2 separate regions of the Anas platyrhynchos genome follow, and region 1 is linked to region 2. Evidence: chromatin contacts called from public Hi-C data. All regions are on one chromosome and are shown on one strand. Each heading gives the region's core, a stretch centred on a gene start, on an enhancer-like site or on the middle of the called end of the contact. The rest is flanking DNA. Distances are from core to core; before and after follow the strand shown. Region 1 holds the start of PPP2R5C (protein phosphatase 2 regulatory subunit B'gamma). Region 2 holds the start of HSP90AA1 (heat shock protein 90 alpha family class A member 1).

The links. Hi-C and Micro-C count contacts between places; a contact is called where the count stands out from the background.
Region 1: a Hi-C map of skeletal muscle shows a contact between it and region 2, with 4 times the contacts expected there. The contact joins the promoter of PPP2R5C here to the promoter of HSP90AA1 in region 2. A contact is called at or near these places in 2 of 8 Hi-C or Micro-C datasets (skeletal muscle and small yellow follicle).

What each region holds. Positions count from the first base shown.
Region 1 is chr5:11,725,055-11,729,315 of IASCAAS_PekinDuck_T2T, reverse strand. It overlaps PPP2R5C (protein phosphatase 2 regulatory subunit B'gamma), which reads left to right and starts at 1,718. Exons shown (of 16, transcript XM_027458159.3): 1 at 1,718-1,879; 2 at 3,142-3,207. The coding sequence starts at 1,853.
Region 2 is chr5:11,574,481-11,578,682 of IASCAAS_PekinDuck_T2T, reverse strand. It overlaps HSP90AA1 (heat shock protein 90 alpha family class A member 1), which reads right to left and starts at 2,285. Exons shown (of 11, transcript XM_027458158.3): 1 at 2,091-2,285; 2 at 519-677; 3 at 55-421. The coding sequence starts at 677.

The DNA of each region.
Region 1 (4,261 bases), core at 469-2,968, 150 kb before region 2:
CTGATCTAAATCTAGGCTGTTGAGGTCACATCCCGCCCCCGCCACATATTTCCACCCCCTTCCTTCGGCCAACGCTAGTGTTTACAGAAACAGGTGGTGGTGTGCCAGTTCAAGGGAAGAAAAAAAAAATAAAATAAGCAAAAACACGAAACCCCACATCATTTTAGGGGTAGAGTTTTCCACCTGATCAATTCTATGAGCTGGTTTAAGGGGCTGCACAGTACCAGCATCAGTGCAGAGGAGTAAGACAGGAATACAGCAGCTGGGAATTAAGAGTAGTTTAAGCTTCTGTGAAACTGGAACTTAACAAAGAACTGGAAGCTCTGGAGTTTATCCTCAGCTGTACAAACCCTTTCATTCACCAATCAAACTGCAGACTACAGATGGAAACAGATTTATTTCTCTTGCTATCTATGTCCAAAATCCATGTTGTTTTGTTGGTCAGAAGTCCTATTTAGTAGTAGTAACTTCTTTGTGACTGGTTCCTAACAGAAGCACAACAGTGATAACAGCACCTCAATTCTAAATCCTCAGACCAGAGAAGATTAGAGAAAGGATAAGAAGCAGACATAATTTTTTTTCTAGCACTTAAGAAGCAGGGAAGGAAGGGGCCTGAAGCAAGAGGAAGCAACTCTCTGTACTCAGTAGAATGTCTCGTAGTGCCTCAAAAAGAGGAAATTTCTTTGTCCTTTGACCACAGCAAAGGCAGAGTGTTCAAATATAGTGGATATAAACTTATGTTAGATATCATCACATCAGATACGAGTACGTATTAGAAATCCCAGTTCCTAAAAACGAGAGCATGGCTGCTAGCTAGGGCTGCCTTTGATACTCGCAGGCTGAGTAAGGAAGATCAATTTCTCTTTCATGTTGGTGTTTGTTAGGCTGTAATTTTTCTATCCGTTATCAGCACAGCACAATTAGTATTTAATAAGCATGCCCAATCTAAATTTTAAATGTTTTATATCTTGGCATTATTATGAGGATTAACATCTCCTTTTTCCTCAGCTAATGGTAGTTTGGAGCTTAGTCAGGCCAGGTGAGAAACGCAATGTGTAACTTTGCCAGTAGAAGCATATACACCTTTCTTCTTTTGTCTAAGAATATCGTTGATTTTCGCATTCTGACTTTGAAAGATTAAAGAGCAACTTCGAAAGTTGCCATCTGTAAAAACAGGCTGGAACTACGCAAAGTTCGCCTCTTCCTTACCCACCTCCTGCAGGCAGGCAGCGAGGTCCCCCAATTAATGACGACCACAAGACTTGTATGAGGCCAAATGTTTTTATTTTGGCTTTGTTTTTATTATTTTTTTTTTCCTCCCTCACACACCGGCTGCACCCGCACCTGGGACCGCTGCCCCTCAGCGAAGGGCGGGCTCCGGAGGGCGACACACGGCGAGCAGCGGGGCTGAGGCGCCACAGCCCGGCCCTCGCTGCCCACCTCGAGGCGGGGCTGGGGGCGCGGGACCCTCCCCACAACCGGGGCGGAGCCGGGGGAGCCCCGAGCCCCGCGCCCCGGGCCCGGGCCCTGTCAGCGGCCGCCAGCGGAGCGTGACAGGAGGGGGGGGGGGAGGGGGGAAGAGAAGGGGGGGGCGGCGAGCCCCGCCTCCGAGGTGACGCCACTGGAGGCGCCGTTCACGTGACGCAGGCAGCCAATGGGCGGGCAGCGGCCCCGCTCTCCGCGGGCGGGGGGCGGCGGAGGAGGGAGGAAGGGGGCGGGGGGAGGGGCTGAGGCCGCCGCCGCTGGAGCCGGAGCCGGGGCCGGAGCCTGGGGGGGGGCAGCGGCGGCGGAGGCGGCGGCGGAGGCGTGAGGCCGAGCGGGGGCTGTGCGCCTGGGTGGCCGCGGGGCGGCCATGCCGAATAAAAACAAGAAGGAGAAAGTGAGTCGGGGGGGTGGGGGGGGGCAGGCAGGCCCCGCGGGGGAGGAGGAGGAGGAGGAGGAAGAGGAGGAAGGCGGGGAGCCCCCTGCCGCCATAGGGGGGGGGGGAGCTGAGGAAGGGGCGGGCCCCGCAGGGCCTAGCCCAGGGTGTGAGGGGGTTTGGGGAGGTTTTGGGGGGGTCCCCGGGGAGCCTCGGTATGGGGAGGCCCGGCCCGGAGGGGCTGGGGGAGGGGAAGGGGGAAGGAGGTGAGGGGGAGGGCGGGGGGGCGCCCCCAGGGCTCTGTGAGCGCCGTGGGGGGGGCTCGGGGCTGCCCCTCTCGTCCTGCCCCTGTCCCTCTCCTCCTCCTCCTCCTCCTCCTGCTGCTGCTGCCGGGCAGGGCTGGGTGTCAGCCGCCCAAGGGGGTTCATGCACGAGTTGGAGGAAAAGTTCCAAATCCAGCCCAGGCGGCTTCACGTGTTGCGCTTTATTCGTGTGGCAGGTAATTAGGAATCAGGGAACCAGGGGGAGTTGGGAGCAGCGAAGTAGCCCGGCTCATCCAGCCGCTGTCCCGCTGGACCTTCGCTGTTTGGTTTGGTTGCCTTCTGCCCGCCTGCTAATTTTTCGAAGTTGCTTTGAAATTTAGATGGGTGTTGTGATTTGTGGTGTTCTTTTGGTTTCATTTTTAATGGTTTTCACGATATCCGAGCCCCCTGTGACACTAAAAACGTTTAAACTTCTCATTGCTTTTCTTAGAATTAGCAAATCTCACAAATAAGCAGTGGGTGAAAGATCCAAGTAGAGCTCTGCGAGGGAGATACCGGAGTTGTGGGCCTGTGCCTAAAACTGGACTTTCTAGTGCGTAGAACACCAGGAGCAGACAAGATAATGACGTGCACAATGCCTCCTGCGATGATGCTTGTTTCAAACTTAAACTAAGTGTAAAAGCTCCTGAGGCCAAAAGCCAGGTAGCAAGGCCAAGTTTTTAGACATGGTTCAAGTCACTTGCATTCTTACCTAGGTAAAATCTTAGCTCTGTATACTGTATGGGTGAGTTTTGAGGCATTGATACAATTCCAAAGCTGTCCTTAAAGGTGGAAAATGTTTAAAGCAACTTTGTAGAGACTGATGGTTCAGTATTAAGGTCTTCCAGTTAAACGGTATCATTTTTGTCCTATTGATTTTAATATTCTCAGAAGGCGTCTGAAATACTAATTTCTTGACTTGAAAATCTCTCTAAATCTCCTTTTCCAAGTAACTTAGACTGTGAACTTTTTTTTTTTCAGGAACCTGCAAAATCAGGCAAAAGTGGGAAAAGTGGCAAAGATGGACAAGAAAACCAAGAACATGAGGTAAAAACTACTAGAATATGTAGTCTTTCCAGGCAAATTTGTGATGACTTTTCAGAAGTCCTTCTGGACTGTTATAATTTTGAAGTGACAGGTGGAGTTTCTGGAACTACTGACCTGGTATTTGATATAAAGTCTTTTAAGACTCAAAAGAAAATGCTTTTGAAGAAGTTATTCTTATGTAGAGTAACTTTAGAGATCTAGCTTGCTTGCTACAGTCTTAAACACTCATCTGTTTCCTCTTTGGTTGCGAAGGGTACATCTATCTTATTTTCTGGTTTTATTGTGAGGTTTGGGGCTTGTCTTTTAGCTGCTTATTGCAGTTTTTAATCATTCTCTGTAATTCCTAAAGCTCTCTTCTTGGAACCTTTTGATGTTAGCAAGTCAGTTAAGTGTAAGTAGCCTGTTGTATTATCAGGAGACCTTAGGCTTAATCAAAGGCTGCCATTTTTTTTGTTGTTGTCTAATTTCTGTGTGTAGGTATACAATAGGGTGTTCTATTTTTGACTGATTATTGTGTTGTTACTGTGGCATGTTTTTTCTTCTGCATTGCTGTCTGTTTTGCCCACTAGCAAGGTGCAGTGACTTGAAAGGGGTCAGTTAAATCCTTACATGCTGCCTTTCTCACATTCACCTGGAAACACAGAATTAATAGCTCTGCTTCATCTGGAAGTCCACTGTTTATTTACTTAAAAGTCTTAGTAAAACAAAATACTCATCCAGCTTTACCACTTTTTCTCTCTCCCAAATGATTATGGGGGGGAAGGGAAAGAATGTTTTTCCTGCAGAGCGTGTAGTCTTTCTGATGCGTCTCAATGAGTTTTCATTCTTTTCTTGTGCAGAAGGATGTGTGCTACTGTCACTACAAGATTTAATGACTTTATGAATTACATTTAAATATTTTTGCAATTTCAGATAAAAGAATTCTGAATTTCGGCAGAGGGAACTCATATCCTAGCTACTAGGAAAAAAGCCCTTAGAATGAAATCAGAACCGTATCAGAGTGTAGATGTTTATAACAGTGCCAACGTATAGTTAACATATTTCATTGTGATGC
Region 2 (4,202 bases), core at 1,036-3,535:
TGAACTATTTGGTGACTCATCTTCATAAAGTGAGCAGGCACATTCAACACTCACCATTATCAAGCCTGACAGTGAAAGATCCTCCAGCTGACGACTCCCAAGCATACTGCTCATCATCATTGTGCTTGGTGATGACAGTCACTTTCTCTGCAACAAGGTAGGCGGAGTAGAAACCGACACCAAACTGGCCAATCATGGAGATATCAGCGCCTGCCTGCAGTGCTTCCATGAAAGCCTTGGTACCAGACTTAGCAATAGTACCAAGGTTGTTGACCAGGTCAGCTTTGGTCATCCCTATGCCTGTATCCACAATGGTCAGAGTACGATCATGTTTGTTTGGAATCAGGTTAATTTTCAGGTCTTTTCCAGAATCCAGCTTGCTTGGGTCAGTCAAGCTCTCATATCTGATCTTGTCCAGAGCCTGTAAAAAGAGAGGCAAGCTTTAACATTGCCCTCCTATTTCTAGAGATTTCAGTAGTTCTACCAACACAAGCCAGCCTAAGAGCTCAAGTACTTACATCTGAGGAATTGGAGATCAGCTCCCTCAAGAAGATTTCCTTGTTGGAATAGAAAGTGTTGATGATCAAAGACATCAACTGGGCAATTTCAGCCTGGAAGGCAAAGGTCTCCACCTCCTCCTCCATTGGTTGGTCTTGAGTTTGCACAGCCTCAGGCATCTGTAAGGAGAGATCAAGTTAAATTCCATTCTGAAGAGCACTAGCTTGCTACATATACCCCTCCCCCTTACAGGCAGTGACAATGGCATTTGGGATTCAAGTTATTAACTCTATGGTGCCAAATACAGCACAACAGGGACACAAAAAAACTCTACATCTGATTCCCTAGCAGTAACAATTCCTGAATTCTGAAAGAACAAGTAAACTAGATGCAAATACTTTAACTGGACTTGCCTTATATTCAGTATGATTTGCATTTACTAGTTCTGCACCCTTACATCCCCATGTGAAAGATCAAGCATATATACTGCAAAATACAGAAATACAACTGAACACATGGCCCAGAATTTGAACGGCTAGCAAGGCTGTTCTAAGGTCAGTGAATGACAATAGTTTCCATTTGGACCGTTTCCTTTTTCTCCCATCTAACTCTGCTTCTTGAACTACTACCTTCACGTGCATACCCAATCCTCAAAACTTATTTAATGCTAACTAAAATGGCAACCCAGCCCGACTGAACTTGTTCCTCTTGTCATACAGAGAGAGGTATATTCTCCGAACTTGCACAGCCGCCTGCTGCCCGAAAGATCATGAATCTGGACTGAGGGAAGCCAAAACGATTTCAAAATGAACAAAAAACCCCTTCGACCGTCTTTTAATCTCTGATGAATGACCAGAACCTATCTGCAAGGGCGCGATCCCCAGCTGCACGGCTAGCTAAGCGATGAATAACCAGACGGCTCGCCCAACCGGCTCCTTCCCGCGGCTCGGGGCAGTGCCAGCCTGCGGCGCCCCCTGCAGGCTCCCGATGGAAGCGGGAAAGGTTCTAGAAACTGCCAGAGCCTTCCCCTACCGCCCCCCCTCTCCCTCCACCCACTCCCCGTCAGCGGCGGCCCCGCGCAGCCTCCCCGATGCCGGCCGAGTCCTTCCCAGCGGCCGCCCCGCGCTGCTCTCCCGGCGGGAGCCTCCATCTTAGATCCACCTCGTGCCCCGCCGGCCGGGCTCTCCCTGAGCTCACCGAGCTGCCCCAACATCCCCAAAAACACCCTCACCCACCTCTGCTCGTTCCCCTCTCCCCCCCAGAACAACCCCTGCAGGCTGCTCCTCCCCCTCTCCACCACGATCCCCTCACGACGACCCCCCCCCCCCATGCCACCCACCATTTTCCCTTTGCTCCTCAGGAAGCCATGAGGCAAAACCAAGAATCTCTAATAATTAATTAACCACCTCGCACAGCCGCCACCTCCCCTCCCAGCCACGCGGACACCGCCTGGCGCTCAGCGAAGCGGCGGCATCGCCCTGCACCACGCGGCCCCCCCCACACCGCCCCGCTCCCCTCAGGCAGCCCCGCGCTGAGGCGCGGCCGTTGGGGCTGCGCCGCCGCCGCCTCACGGCACAGCCTCGGCCGCTCACCTTGGCAGCTAGGGGGGTGGTGGTGGTTAGGATTAAAGGGCTCTGCTGATCTCCTCAGTGAAGCGGCGAACCCGACGCGCTCTGCCCGCACCGCTGCGCCTCCACTTAGTGCGCGCCCCCGGCCGCCCGCCCGCCTTTTATACAGCCGGCGCCGCCTCCTTCCAGAACCATCGGGAACCTTCACTGGCGGCCGCGGGGGAGGGGGCGCCGGCGAGGGGAGGGGGGAGGAGGAGTGGGCGGGGCCGAGCCGGCGCCAGCCAATCGCGGGCGGCCGCGCACGGAGCGCCGAGGGCGGGCGGGCGTTGGCCGTTGGCTCCGTTCAGATGGGAGGGGGGGAGGCGGGGAGCGGGGCGCATGCGCGGTGGGAGCGCGGGGAGGGCGTTGGGAGCGCGCGCGCGGCGCGGGAAGGAGGGGCTGAGGGGAGGGGGGGGAGGGAGGCACCCCCCACCCCTTCCCCAGCCGCCGAAGCTCCTAGAAGGAGCGTGAGGGAAGGGGGCTGGGGGCTGTGGGGAGGTTGCTGCCCCGTTGGGAGGCGGGGTGGCTGCTCGCAGGGCTCAACGTGGGGCTGTGGGACCTGCCCCGCGGGCTCTGTGGTGCTGTGGGGATGAGGAGAGGCGAGGGAGCGCAGCCAAGAGGCGCGGGCGCACATAGCGATGCGGTTACCTCAGGGCTGAGGCGCTCATAGCGGCTGCTGGGCGGGTGCTGGGGGAGGCTGGTTTGTGAGAGCCCAGAGCCTGAAATCTGCTGGGGTTCGCAGGCGACGCGGCCTTGGCTGCCTAATCTGCCAGAGATCTGCTCTGGTGTTCAAAGGGCACGGCCGCAGACACCTTTATCCGAGCATTTGTGCAGCTTGCATAAAGGCTTTGATAAGTACAGGCCTGGTTACAGCGCGCAGCTCTGTGATTAACGCGTTCAGCGTTATAGTTAGGCTATTTTTACATCCCGAACGACCTGATTGGGAGCAAGGAGCTAATGCAGGTCTTCCGTGTCTCGGGAGAGCCATCTGCATCACCCGTGTGCCGGAGCAGGCTGCTGAAACTTTCTTCCTGGAGCTGATCCACTTTGGGGGATATAAATACTATGTGAATCTACGTGCTAAAACTGCACAGTGATGAAAACATCAGCCTAGAGAATCCCTGCTCTAAGGAACGGTTTTATTTTTATTAAATGAACAGAAAGGATGCACTTTCTGTAGCAAAAATTCATCCCAGGCCCGACTTTTTGGCATTTTCTGTTGTCTCTTAAATGTACCCCAGAGAGCAATCTAGTTCAGCATCTGACTGACTTGAGAACGCTATTTTTAGATGCCTAGCATGCCCTTATCCCAGTTAAGCATCCTAAATTAAACAGGGTAGCATGCCCAATGAATTAGATATTACAATGCTCAGCTCTATTAATGCGTATAACTGAAGATCCTTATGCTGCATCTGACATTCTCCACAACCTTTTATCCTGCAATTTGATCTAGATAAAAATGATTGACCTGGGGTCTACGGGCTTGATTTTGTTGCAGAGTTCTGTCTTTCAGGGATTTTTCAGTCCTTTTTGCTATCTTCTCTGACAAATGAGAAGGTACATTAAGTATATGTTTAAGACATTATGTTGGAGCAGCTGAGGAATTAAAATTACAGCTTGCTTCACTGCAATTCCTGCAGTATCTACATGAGGATCTGCATTGGTGCAATGACTTACACGGCTCTGCCCTTCTAAATGCTGGCGTTACACCTCTGCCCCAAACAGCTGGCCAAAACATGGGGTCCTGCCGGTTATTTTAATTAGAAGGAAAAATTAATAGTTGTGTCAACAGTAATGTAAACTAGCGTGAGATTAGCTGCTGCCCAGCACACGGAAGAAAACCTGTAAGAGTGAAGGTAGTTGCTCACTGAGGAAGCTGGATTTCAGCCAATGCTCAGCCTAGAAAGTTCTGCGGTCCTGCCCAGGCCACCTCTTTGCTGCTCACGCCAATTGTTTCCATGCTTTACCTTCTTTGGGTCTGGGTTTGTGGTGGTTCTCCATGTATTTCTTTTCCTTTCTCTCAAATACATGTCTACAAAATAATCTGTACCAAAATCCTTCGTAGGGTATTTTTTGTTCCTTTCTTCACATAGTGAC